Regions from separate parts of the Sus scrofa genome. Here all the other regions are linked to region 1. The links are chromatin contacts, called in public Hi-C and promoter capture Hi-C maps. All regions are on one chromosome and are shown on one strand. Each heading gives the region's core, a stretch centred on a gene start, on an enhancer-like site or on the middle of the called end of the contact. The rest is flanking DNA. Distances are from core to core; before and after follow the strand shown. Region 1 holds the start of INPP5K (inositol polyphosphate-5-phosphatase K). Region 2 overlaps YWHAE (14-3-3 protein epsilon). Region 3 holds the start of YWHAE (14-3-3 protein epsilon).

The links. Promoter capture Hi-C pulls out the DNA fragments that hold promoters and counts their contacts. Hi-C and Micro-C count contacts between places; a contact is called where the count stands out from the background.
Region 2: a contact with region 1 is called in a Hi-C map of alveolar macrophages, with 3 times the contacts expected there. The contact joins the enhancer-like site here to the promoter of INPP5K in region 1. A contact is called at or near these places in 1 of 5 promoter capture datasets (liver), 19 of 47 Hi-C or Micro-C datasets (adipose tissue, alveolar macrophages, blood and 11 more) and 2 of 2 datasets of contacts at active chromatin or transcription factors (alveolar macrophages and skeletal muscle).
Region 3: a contact with region 1 is called in a promoter capture Hi-C map of liver, with 3 times the contacts expected there. The contact joins the promoter of YWHAE here to the promoter of INPP5K in region 1. A contact is called at or near these places in 1 of 5 promoter capture datasets (liver), 7 of 47 Hi-C or Micro-C datasets (embryonic fibroblasts, epiblast stem cells, heart right ventricle and 3 more) and 2 of 2 datasets of contacts at active chromatin or transcription factors (alveolar macrophages and skeletal muscle).

What each region holds. Positions count from the first base shown.
Region 1 is chr12:47,736,396-47,740,629 of Sscrofa11.1, reverse strand. INPP5K (inositol polyphosphate-5-phosphatase K) reads left to right here and starts at 2,284. Exons shown (of 12, transcript NM_001190292.1): 1 at 2,284-2,344; 2 at 4,162-4,234. The coding sequence starts at 2,298. It overlaps PITPNA (phosphatidylinositol transfer protein alpha isoform), which reads left to right. Exons shown (of 13, transcript XR_001304419.2): 13 at 1-999.
Region 2 is chr12:47,620,999-47,625,232 of Sscrofa11.1, reverse strand. All of the region lies in intron 1 of YWHAE (14-3-3 protein epsilon), which reads left to right. Among named protein-coding and RNA genes, the nearest start is that of YWHAE, 22 kb to the left of the region's middle. Within about 2 kb of position 2,467, at least 9 of the 83 cell types and tissues checked have an H3K27ac peak or open chromatin away from gene starts, as enhancers often do. A contact at or near this core is called in alveolar macrophages, where this site is marked.
Region 3 is chr12:47,643,544-47,647,777 of Sscrofa11.1, reverse strand. YWHAE (14-3-3 protein epsilon) reads left to right here and starts at 2,451. Exons shown (of 7, transcript XM_021067552.1): 1 at 2,451-2,665. The coding sequence starts at 2,602.

The sequences.
Region 1 (4,234 bases), core at 1,035-3,534:
ACACCTTCCTTTTAGGCTCCTCACCTTGCGGGGTCTATGGGGAGGTTCAGTTGGTCTTAGGCATCCCAGCTGCTGGTAGCACTTATGTGACTGGGGACGACGAAGAGGCATTCCTACTGGAGAAAAATGTAAATGTTTTCCTACAAGCTCTGTATTAGCTATAATTATATTTGTGCTTAAAGCTTTCCCTTCTTCATTCATCAACTAAGCGAAGTCCAGCCGTGGGTTATCCTGGGAGAAACAGTGATATTCTAGGCAGACTCTTGTTGATGTGGCTTGAGGGGCAGCAGATGCTTGTCTCCTTTCAGCTCTTCTCTGAGATCCATGCGTATCACTCCAGCTCTGGGGTGTCTCGCTCTTTTCTCTGGTTCCTTCCTCCTCCACCTGCTGTCCCAGTTCAAAAGCATCTGCATGAACTGAACCAGAATTTCCAAAGGTCCGCTGGATCTGGGGCTCCAGCCCACATAAACTTGAGAAGGGATGTCCCTGGTTTGTTCCATCCCTACGGACAGTGTTGCTGCTGGGCAATGGTGTTGGCTTCTTTTAAGTACCTTCCTTCCCTCCTTTCCACCCCTCAAACTGACTAGCACTCCGAGAGGCACATGACACAAGGCTCAGCTCCACTGGTGGCAACTGAGGATGTGCCATGCCCCTTCAGACCAGCAGCTTCCATTAGAGTTCCAGGGCCAGTAGTCCCAGTTGGAGGCAGCAGTGCCTCTGTAGGAGGGGTGCTGGACTCTGGCCTTCTCATGGAGAGCGGTTGGAGACAGGGTCAGTATTGTGGGCACATGTATACCTTCCCAAATTCTCTTAAAGTCCCTGCTGGGACTCCCTGACTTATTTTAGTTGGTTCCTAGTGCTACTTCTTTTACAAAATACACTTTGTAGAACTGATTAGATTACCTTGTTTATTTCATGTGAGTTTGTGCCTTTTTGTCTCAATCTTCCAATACAGATATATTGGGGGAAAAAAGCAGTCTAATAAAATCCTAGACAGAGCTTTCTGGAGTCCAGCTTATTGGTGATGTCCTTCTGTCCATTTTACAATTTAGATATTCTCCAACTCTGGCTGACATCCCCCATTTTACCAAGGAAGGACTAGAAAAGGTACAGGATATCTCCGAAAAGTTGTGCAGGTCTATTTCCGTAAATTAAAACATCCCCTTATTTTATTTATGCAGATATCCCATATCTGAATGTAACTTGACCATTTTCTGCTGGCAATATTTCCTTTTCGCTTTTGTCTTCCCTCTTCACATTCCGCCCCTTTCCCATCCTACCAAGCAAAACATTTATTTAAGAGAGCCCTTACCCTGGCTTTTGGGCCTGGGAATCTCATGAAGCTTGTCTGTAAAAGTGTGCATGTTTCTGGGGAAAGTCACACCAGGTCACACCAGTCACACCAGGCTCTCACCAGGTCTTCAAAGGAATCCCATGCACTGTCCCACCCCTCCGTCTCCCAAATGTTAAGAACCAGTGATTTGAAGGAAATCATAGTTAATCTTTGGCACAGTAAATATTCACGTTTGGTCGTAAAACAGAGGCAGCGACTTAGTTTTCATTCAGTGATGGGTAACTTTCGGAGTTCAGGAGCCCCTAAACGTCCAATGTGTAATAGTTTGCATGAGTCTGAAAAGCTGGAAACACTTGAACATGGGAGTGGAGAATGGAGGCGCTCAGTGATCAAGAGGAGAGATGACCTGTAACGGGGGCGGGGGGGTGGGGGACTGGATTATATAGGCCGACAACGGCTGGGTTGCGCCCCTTCGCCCCTCTGGGCATTGAGAACCTGGACGGAGCGATGAGGACCGAGGCCCCAGACCACGTTCAGTAACAGTGAGCCTGGGCACGCAGGAGAGCTTCGCTTGGGCGTGGCAGCGACTTCCGCCGGAAGACGACTCCTCCCGGCCGGCCTTACGCGAGGCACCCTGGGAGCCGCGGGGGCGGTGTCTGGATCGCCGCCCCGCCCCCGCCGGGCGGGGCAGTGTTGCGTCGGGTTCTGATGACAGGAGGACACGCCCCTTGCGTTCCCGCGTCCCCTTGGCCCCTTTCCCCTCCGCCTTTCACCGTTTCGCGCTCGTTGGAGAGTCCCGCCTCTTCCCCCGGGCCGCGCCACCCAGAGCCTTCCGTGCGCCTAGGCCCCGCCTCTTACGGAAGCCGAGGCGGAGGGTCGGAATCCGGAAGAAAAACAATCGAGCGAGTGAGCTGACCGGCACCTGCTACCCGATCGGGACAGATCAAGCCAGGATCCGCTGAGGCTGGGAGACGCGAACCAGCCGGGGCACCGCGTGGGAACGATGGCTGCCACGAACCCCCAGACCGAACCGAGAAGCAGGACGCTCAGGTGAGGAAGGCGGCTACAGGCAGGCCCGCCTGCTCCGGGCGGAATCACTGCCTCCGACTCAGTTGGGGCTGCGGATCTGGGGCAGAACCAGACTGGGAGAGAAGGGGCCAGACCTACAGGGCTGCTTCTAATTCAGAGGCCTCCCACATTCTCCCAGGTCGGTACGAGAGGGCTATGTTGGGCTTGAACCTCGCGCCCCCTCCAAACTTAGGCTGCTAAGCTCGTTCCCTCTTGGGGGCTCCAAGTAGGTGTTCCAGTTGGCTTCTTGAGGAGGCAGCAGTGTTGAGCTGTTTGAAGTTAAAAACATAACAAAGCATTCACTCCTTAGCTTTGGAGTAGAAATCTTATTCTTTGGATCAGCACATACATCATGGGGTCTGCCTGATCCCGTTGTGACCTCCTGAAATCCGAAATCAGATTTGGATAACATCCTTTAGTGAAGTGATAATAGCCTGGTCCCATGCTTGCTCTTTAACGAGGAACAACGCTAATCACCAGCTCAGAGCCGGTCACGATGCAAGGATTTGCTGCTAATCGTCCTTCGTAAAAGTGGGAACCAAAAATCCCGGCTTTGGCTCTCCATGCACTTAGAGCAGGCCCCTGGAAGAACAAGGAGCCTTGCAGTGAAAGGGCTGCCTTCCTTCCTCCTCCGTTGGACAGCAGGGGGAGATCGTAAACAATCGAAGCACAGAATCTCTGGCCGAGGGCCTGGGAAGGTGGTTTTTGTATTGTTTTGTTGATGTTCGTAGGGAGGGGCAGGAAGTTGCTGTACGCTGGCCAAGAATTTCTTGCAGTTGTGCTTTTTAGAACATGGACCTCGAAGAACAGCGTCTGGTGGGGAAGAGATGTTAGGGACATTCTGTCCTTCTCTCCCACCCCCCACGATGGGTCGACTGCTGTTAGAGATTCGCCTCCTTGTGATGTGCCTAGGAGTCACCTGAGGCTTGGTGGCTCTAATTGGTCTCTGCAGGGTTCGTAGCCCCTGCCTGCCCTGTACTCCACACAGTCTGGAGGCTTCCTGGGAGCGCTGCTTTAACTCTTCAAATGAAGAGATTTGCGAGTCTGTCCTTCCCCGGAGCCTCAGATGGGATCCAGTGTTATTGAGAGCTTCTGATTCGATGTGTTGCTTCCCAAGTGTTTGTATGAACATGGAAAATGTTATCCAGCTGATGACGTTTCCCAAAAGAGGCTAGACTCTTGAGATGTTGAGAAACTTGTTATTTGGAATCTTCTTAGGCTCTCTGAGATGCTTGGCAGAATTGGTTATGCTCCAGGAAGGAGTGGGAAGGAAATGTGGTGTCTTTATCTCTGTTATTTTTGAAATTCCTCTGTCTTGTAGTCCTAAGCCATCTCACAAGGTGAAAATTGAAACCTCCAGAATCTCTCTGGTGGTGGACGGAACCCATGGATTGAAGGGTGGGGAGCTGGAAGTTGACTGACCCATAGATGACTGCTGAGGTGTGAAGGGCTGGTGGAATTAATAAATCTCTGGACTCTCCACCCCATCGCCACCCCTTCCCTCGCCTGACTTTTGGGCCACGCTGGTAGCTCTCCTAGTGTGCTGGCAGCTCTGCACTGGCGTTGCCAGGCACAGGCAGCCATGGGCCTACACAGAGGAGCCAATCCAGGGTGGGAATTTCCTGCTTCAGGGGATAGAGGTGAAGGGGCCCTGTGCCCTCCTCCAGATGCAGAAACATGCGTTTCCCATTCTGACTCCGCCGACTGTGGGATTGTGGTGCAGCCCTTCGCCCACCCAGCCCCCGGTCTGGTACCTGGACGACATCTCATCCTCCTTCCTCCGTGGCTTCCCTTCTCAGCATACATGTCGTGACGTGGAACGTGGCCTCTGCAGCACCCCCTCCAGACCTCAGTGATCTGCTCCAGCTGCAC
Region 2 (4,234 bases), core at 1,218-3,717, 120 kb after region 1:
CTGATTAGACCCCTAGCCTGGGAACCTCCATATGCCGCGGGAGTGGCCCTAGAAAAGGCAAAAAGACAAACCCCCCTCCCCCCCAAAAAAAACAAAAACAAACCAAAAAACTCAGTAGTTTCATCAGCTGGCAGAGACACTCTTGGGAGAGTAGAGTTTACTGGAATGTTGAGGTAGAGCTATCAGTGAGTGGGATGGGAGTATCACCTTCTCTCTGCTAGGCATTGGCAGTAAGCTTTTTGGAGATAATGTTCTGAGAGGTAACTTTTAGGTAGGAAAATATGTGTTACAAGCAGGAATAAACCACATTTTAATGTATTAGGCTTTGTGTGTGTATGTTGTCATTGAAATCATTTGTCTTGCATCTGGTTTTTTTTTTTTTTTTTTTTTTTTTGTCTTTTTGCCTTTTCTAGGGCCGCTCCTGCAGCATATGGAGGTTCCCAGGCTAGGGGTTGAATCCAAGCTGTAGCCACCAGCCTATGCCTGAGGCACAGCAACTCGGGATCCGAGCTACTTCTGCGACCTACACCACAGCTCACGGCAACGCTGTATCCTTAACTCCTTGAGCAAGGCCAGGGATCGAACCTGCAACCTCATGGTTCCTAGTCAGATTCCTAAACCAGTGTACCAGGATGGGAACTCCATTGCATCTATTCTTATAAAAGCAAAAAAAGAAGCCCCATACAGGTGAATTCAAAGAAATATTCAAATCTGAGGCAATACAAATGATTACATCAAAGCGTGACTAGTCAGAGTGCCTGTTATAATCCACTGAAGTTGTGATTTTGATCTTTTCTCCTCCAGTTTTTAGTCCCCCCCCCTTTTTTTTTTGCCATTTCTTGGGCCGCTCCTGCGACATATGGAGGTTCCCAGGCTAGGGGTCCAATCAGAGCTGTAGCCGCCGGCCTACACCAGAGCCACAGCAATGCAGGATCCGAACTGCGCCTGCGACCTACACCACAGCTCACAGATGCCGGATCTTTAACCCACTGAGCAAGGCCAGGGAGCGAACCTGAAACCTCATGGTTCCTAGCCGGATTCGTTAACCACTGAGCCACGACGGGAACTCCTAGTTTCCTTTTATAAAATGGGGATAATGCTGTTATTTATTACAAAGGTCTGTTTGGATTTACTGCATTAATACATGCAAAGCATTTGGAACAATGCCTGCCTTGAGGTGTTTTTATTTGTGAATTTATTGAATGAATGTGTAAGTACTTAAAAGAGCAAAACCAAGAACCAAAGCCAAATTAAAGTTTGATTCCTGGCAGGATAGTCCACAACAAATAAAGGCAAGCTAGTTTAATGTAATTGGATGTCTAACCTGGGCCATTATAACTCAATGAAGAGAAAATGACCTGGAATGAAACAGCTGAGTATTGGGTTAAGATATTCTTTGAGTTGTGAGGATTATATTTTCGGAGTTTCTTTCTTTCTTTTTTTATAGTTGATTTACAGTGTTCTGTCAATTTCTGCTGTACAGCAGAGCGACCCAATTATACATATATATACATTCTTTTTTTCACGTTATTCTCCATCATGTTTTATCACAAGTGATTATATAGTTTCCTGTTGTTTCAGAGTTCCTATTGCAGTAGTGATACTTATTCCATCAGCTCTCCATTGTCCCCGGACTAGTGAGAGTCCCTGAAATGATATGTTATTGCTTTAAACTTCATGTACTCAGCTGCATCCCCAAGTAGTGATTTGGCCATGAATTGCACTATTCTGATTCATAAATTGTGATCATATCTGCTGCAGAGAGATTTGACAACCTTCTCCTATCCAAGAAATGCTGAGATCACATTGATAAAATAGTTGCTGGAAGGATGGTTTCATGAAATTCTAGTTGTGTTTGAGAAATTTATGTGGATATAGCTGCTGTTAATCCTCTGCTGATGGAAATTATGAGTGTGGCTGGTCTAGAGTTTGGGGTAAATTAGGGTTTTCACATGGTTTGGGGTATGTTACAGTTACGATTGTGTTTCTGTTGCTGGTGTTAAAAGGATAAAGGTGACATTAATGTTATGAGAATTTCATATGGTCGTAATTTGTACAAATTGGTACAGAGCACTGATTGTACAACTTTTCGGGATAGTATCACATTCTTTCCTCTTTTGATTTATACTACTACTGTTCCTTAATCTGGTTCCTTTAGGAATGGGGAAATTCCTTAAGATAAAGACTTAAGAGAAGTAGTTGGGGTTTTAAAAGTAACTACCACAATTCATTAATAAAAAGGAGCAAATAACTCAAAAGTTGGCAAAACATCTGAATAGATACTTTCAGAAGAATATACCCAAGTGGCCAGTTAGCACATGAAAAGATGCTCAGCATCATTAGTCATCAAGGAAATGCAAATTAAAATGATGAGATAACAGAAGTTCTCAATGTGGTGCAGTGGGTTAAGGATCTGGCATTGTGTCTCCAGTGACCCAGGTTTGATCCCTAGCCCAATGCAGTGGGTTGAGGATCTGGTGTTGACACAGCCGTTATGGTAGGTCACATCATGAGATGCCACTCCACACCCATTCGGATGACTATTTAAAAAAAAAAAAAAAAAAGGAAGGGGTTCCTGTTGCGCTCAGTGGTAACAAGCTGACTAGTATCCATGAGGTTTTGGGTTTGATCCCTGACCCTGTTGAGTGGGTTAAGGATCTGGTGTTGCTGTCAACTGTGGTATAGGTTGCAGATGCGGCTTGGACCCCATGTTGCCATGGCTGTGATAGAGGCCAGCAGCTGCAGCTCTGATTCAACCCCTAGCTTGGAACTTCCATAGACCTCAGGTGTGGCCCTAAAAAGCAATAAAAATAAGAAGAAAGAACAAGTTCCCTGGCCCAGTGCGCATTAGGGATCTGGTACAGGTTTGTTCCTTGGCCCAGGAACTTGCATATGCATGTTGCAGACTAGGCCAGGGTAGGGGAGGAGGAAAAGAAACGACTGATGGTGAGAGTATGGAGAAATTAGAGTCCTCTGTTGCTGGCGAGAATATAAACATGTGAAAAAGTTTAGCAGTTCCTTCCTCAAAAAATTATAAGATCCTGTAGTTCCACTACATAAGTGCATATGTCCATTAACTGAGGAGTAGATAAGTAAAATGTGTGTGTGTATACAGAGAAAGTGAAGTATTTAGATGCTGCACAATGGCTGAATCTTTAAACATGCTAAATGAAAGAAGCTAGAAACAAAAACACGTACCATATAGTTCTCTCTCTCTCTCTCCCCCCTCCCCCTCTCTCCCTCGCGCTCTCTCGCTCTCTCGCTCTCTCCCTCTCTCGCCCTCTCGCCCTCTCTCGCTCGCGCTCTCGCGCTCTCTTGCGCTCTCTTGCGCTCTCTCGCGCTCTCTCGCGCTCTCTCGCTCTCTCGCTCTCTCGCTCTCTCTCGCTCTCTCTCGCTCTCTCGGCTGGCCTCATCTTTGACCTCTACCACAGCTCATGGATCCTTAACCCACAGAGGTGGGGCTTAGTTTCATTGCTTTGCTGCAGTCCTTAGTTGCATGATTGAACCTGCAACCTCATGGTTCCTAGTCAGATTCGTTTACCACTGAGCCACGGTGGGAACTCCCTATAGTTCTCTGTATATGAGTATTCAGAATAGGTAAAGTCCATAGAGATGGAAAGTAAATTGGTGGTGGTCTAGGGCTGGGGGATTTGGTAGTAAATGGGGAATGACTGCTAATGGGTCATTTTCTTTTTTTAACGATGAAAAATGTGCTAAAATTGATTATGGTAATGGTTGCACAATCCTGTGAATATACCAAAAACCATTGAATTGGGTTATATGGTATGTGAATTGTATATCAATTAAGCTGTTATTTAAAAACAAATAAATGCTGCTTTTGTAGTTGTACCATGGTCTTTTATGCATTGTTTTGTGGATTTTTCAAGGGAATTACATACTTACTTGAACCTGGGATAGTAGAATATCATTTGAGTATTTGAAATGTACTTCTGTCTTTCTCCTCCCCTCCTCCTGAGCCCACCTGTGCTTTTCTCCACAGGAATCTTCTCTCTTAATACTTTATCTCATTACTGTATATAGTAGTGTATGTATTTACTATGTATATATATATATTTCTCCCTTCACATTATAAAAACTTTAAATGTTAATTGTTAAAACTTTCTAGGAGTTCCCATGTGGCTCAGTGGGTTAAATATCCGGTGTTGTCATTGCTGTGGGGTGGGTTTGATCCCTGGCTCAGCAACTTCGGCGGCTACCAAAAAAAAAAAAACCT
Region 3 (4,234 bases), core at 1,202-3,701, 93 kb after region 1:
TTACCATTGAAATCTAACAAAATATATTAAAAGTGTAAGAGGCTTAATTAATTAATTAATTTTGTATTTTTAGGGCCTCACCTGTGGCATATGGAGGTTCCCAGGCTAGGGGTCCAATCCCAGGTGCAGCTGCCAGCCTACACCAGAACCACAGCAACGCCAGATTCGAGCCGTGTCTGGGACCTACACCACAGCTCACAGCAACCCCAGATCCTTAACCCACTGAGCGATGCCAGGGATGGAACCCGCAACCTCACGGTTCCTAGTTGGATTCGTTTCTGCTGAGCCCAGACGAGAACTCCAAGGCTTAATTTAAATAGTCCAGGAGTTCCTGTCGTTGCTCAGCGGATAGCAAACCCGACTAGCATCTGTGAGGACACGGGTTTGATCTCTGGCCTTGCTCAGTGGGCTAAGGATCTGGTGTTGCTGTGAGCTGTGGTGTAGGCCACATATGCAGCTCAGATCTGACGTTGCTGTGGCTGTGGTATAGGCTGGAGGCTACAGCTCCGATGCAACCCCTAGCCTGGGAACCTCCACACGTCGTGGGTGCGGCCCTAAAAAAAAAAAAAAAGAAAAATAAAAATAGGAGTTCCCGTCGTGGCTCAGTGGTTAACGAATCCGACTAGGAACCATGAGGTTATGGGTTCGATCCCTGCCCTTGCTCAGTGGGTTAAGGATCCGGCGTTGCTGTGAGCTGTGGTGTAGGTTGCAGACACGGCTCGGATCCCGCGTTGCTGTGGCTCTGGCGTAGACCGGCGGCTACAGCTCCGTTTCAACCCCTAGCCTGGGAACCTCCATATGCCGAAGAAGCGGCCCAAGAAATGGCAAAAAGACAAAAAAATAAAAAAATAAAAAATAATCCATGAGTCAAAGAAATCACAAAGGGAAAAAAAAAATTAAAAAAAAACCTTCAATAGTCCAGCTCCTTTGCTGGCTCTCCTGCTTTGTCCTATCATCTAAAAGTAAGTATTCTCTAAGGTTTGTGTCTGTCCTCTTCTACCTCAATTGATCCTCTAGCTCCTTCCATTGCAGCGTCCCTACAGTTTGGAATGTTAGTCCCCCTTTTCCAATCCCATGGATATTACTCCTACTTGGGCATTCTTTTTTTTTTTTTTTTTTTTGCCATTTATCGGGCCGCTTCCAGCGGCATATGGAGATTCCCAGGCTAGGGGTCCAATCGGAGCTGTAGCTGCCGGCCTATGCCAGAGCCACAGCAACTCGGGATCCGAGCCGCGTCTGCGACCTACACCACAGATCACTCCAATGCCGGATCCTTAACCCACTGGGCAAGGTCAGGGATGGAACCCGAAACCTCATGGTTCCTAGTCGGATTCCTTAACCACTGAGCCACGACGGGAACTCCTACTTGGGCAGCCTTTGAGAACCTTATAACCAACTGTGATAAAAGGAACTCGTCTTTCTCCGCATTCCATCTGAAAATTTTCCTAGCATTCTTATTTTTTTTGTTAATGGTACCATTTAGTCTCTTAGTGACTAGGTAGGGAAGATAGAAGGTCAATTTAATCCCCCCCCCCCACATCTGATTAACTACAAACTCTTCGTAGTTTCTCTCTTAGCACTATCTCCATTTGTCCTTTCCTATTTTCATTGTGGTCATATTACCTTTTGCCTGTATTATTGTAATAGCCTGATCATTTATTCTGCTCTTTAATCACTGCTATACAATAATCTTTTTAGAGAATAACGATGGTGTCATCCACCATGAAAAATCATCAAAAAATAATTTCCTTGTGGCCACTGAATAAGGCGCAAACTTCCCAGCATGCCATCCAAGCTTCTTCATAACTTGGTTCCAACCTTTTAATACACATTTACCGCAGACACTACCAAACAGCTTATATTCTAATTACCTGAACTTCAGTCTTGCAACACATACTGTACGAATACAAGATGTTAGGAATCCACTGGGAAGCCAAACATCAGGTCGTTTCCCTTTCCTGCCTCCTGATCGCAATGTGATCTTGCTCCTACTCTCCTGCACCTTAGGTGCTCCAGACCAGGATCCCCTAACAACTTCCCTGTACCGATCCATGGTGGGCCCAAGGGGAAAAAGAAGGCTTAAGGAGAAGTAAAGAAAGATTGCGAAGTAAGAAGCTGAAGTGTGAAGTCCTCGTTCCGCATTTGGCTACAGAAGAGCCCAACTCTTTACCCTGGGGTTAAAAGGGTCTGAGTAAGATCCAGGACTGCCTTTACCATTACCAAAATCGTTACTGCCGCTAGTTTCTCTGCCCGTAGTCCAGCTCTTTCGTTCACTCTCTCGCCTGGCTTCCCTCACTTCCTTGGGGAGCTTTCCCACTATGCAGTCGCAGTTCCCGCTTCCAACCGCCCCTAAGCCCACGGAGGAGGGGCGTCTAGTAGGTTCCAGCCTCTTCGGGCGCTGAGCTCCCAGACCCGCCCCCCCGCGCCAGTTGCCAGGGAGCGGTTGCCATAGAGCTGAGCAGTTGTCCGCGTGCGCAGGCGGAAGTCCCGGATTGAGGCGCCGCCATTTTTGCTGCCCGGTCGCGGAGCGAGAGGCTGAGAGAGTCGGAGACGCTATCCGCTTCCATCCGTCGCGCAGACCCTGCCGGAGCCGCTGCCGCAATGGATGATCGGGAGGATCTGGTGTACCAGGCGAAGCTGGCCGAGCAGGCTGAGCGATATGACGGTGAGTTGGGGGGGGAACGGGGGGCTGGAATTCTAGGACCCTCTGCCGCCGCCCACAGAGACCAGGACCAGGAGACAAAATGGCGGCATCGTCTCCTAGCCTGGCCCGGGGAGGTGGATTTGGGAAGCAGGCAATGGCCTGTAGGCTTTCAGAGCCGCAGGAGGCTCCAGACTCAGGATTTTGACTCCTTCGGCGTTCTCAGCTGCAGACACTCGGGAGCCAGGAGGCCGGGGCGTTAGGGTGGAGGAGTTGGTTGTAAAATGGCGGCTGGGGGGGAGGGCGAGTCCCGGGGCGGGGGAGGGGGAGGAGATGGCGGGTGCTGTCTCCCAGCGAGCAATCCCCAGGGGAGCCTCGGGGCAGTTCTTGGGACGTGGTGAACAATTGGGTGGCGTGACGAGGGAAGAAACACCCGCCACATGGGGGAGAGTGGCGACCGGGAGCGCGGGCGCCTTTCAGGGAAATATGGCGGGTGGGGGCGGTGGCTTTTCCCCAGAGGCCCAATGTGGGGCGGCGGCTGTGTAGTCTCACAAAGGAGAACCCTTGCGAGCGGAGGGCTCCTTTGGGTTTGGGGTGGGGGGCAGTCTCGGATGAGGGTGGGGAGAGCGAGGGGAGAGTGGGAATCACTGCAGTTCATCCTTGGGCGGAGGCCAGCCGAGATGCTACGTTCGGATTTCCTTCCCGTAGACCAGCACACCTTGTAGTGGGGTTTTTTAGGCTTTCCGTTCAACCTCGCCTTGTTCTGGGGAGGTCTAGAAAAATCTCTCTCACGCTCCCTTTCCTCAAACTTAACCTGCAGAGTTCGAAGTTCCTGGTAATCATTTTCTGGCTTCATAAGCTGTGGGTTCTGGTGGATAGATAGAACATTGAACAGGAAACAAGGAGATGATGAATTTTAGTTCCTCTCCTATTCCCGTGCCTCAATCTATCAGTATTTAAAAATGACGACTTTCCTGTTTACACGCGGCATTACGACAAATGGAAAGACCTGTTGGAAAATCAAGTTTTTTCAAATAACGTTTAGTAACTGTATTTTAGTTGCCTTCCTTGGCTTGGAATGCGTGATCGTACTTAACCTATCCCAAAGCACTCAGCAGAGATTTGGGTTTTTGAATTAAGACCGTAAGGAATCCCAGTAGATCTTATTTTCTTTTCTCCGTTTTAAGTAAATGGTTTCATGCACAGATTTGAGCAGTTCTTTGTTCCTTGCTCCTTTTCCCCTAAAGGCTCTGTAGTCATTTTTCAGAACTTCTTCGAAATGGCCACTGTGTCTTTTTAGTCGGTTCTAGGCTGCTTTTTTTATTGCCCCTCTCGTTGTGGGTCTCCTGCCCCCGCCCATTTTGGATCTAGGTATGTGAATTACTCCCACATCTTTTAAACTGGCATTATCATAACAAAAAATCCTATGTATGTTTTTTGTGGTTTTTATACTTTTGTGGCGTAAGACGGGGTTGGAATCAAGTGTCAATGAATAGATTTTTCTTCATGAAGCCACTTTTTTCCCCAAAATGTCGTGTGGAGACCTTGCTTTCCTTGAATGCCTGTTTGGTCATGTGAATAGTCTCAGGGCTG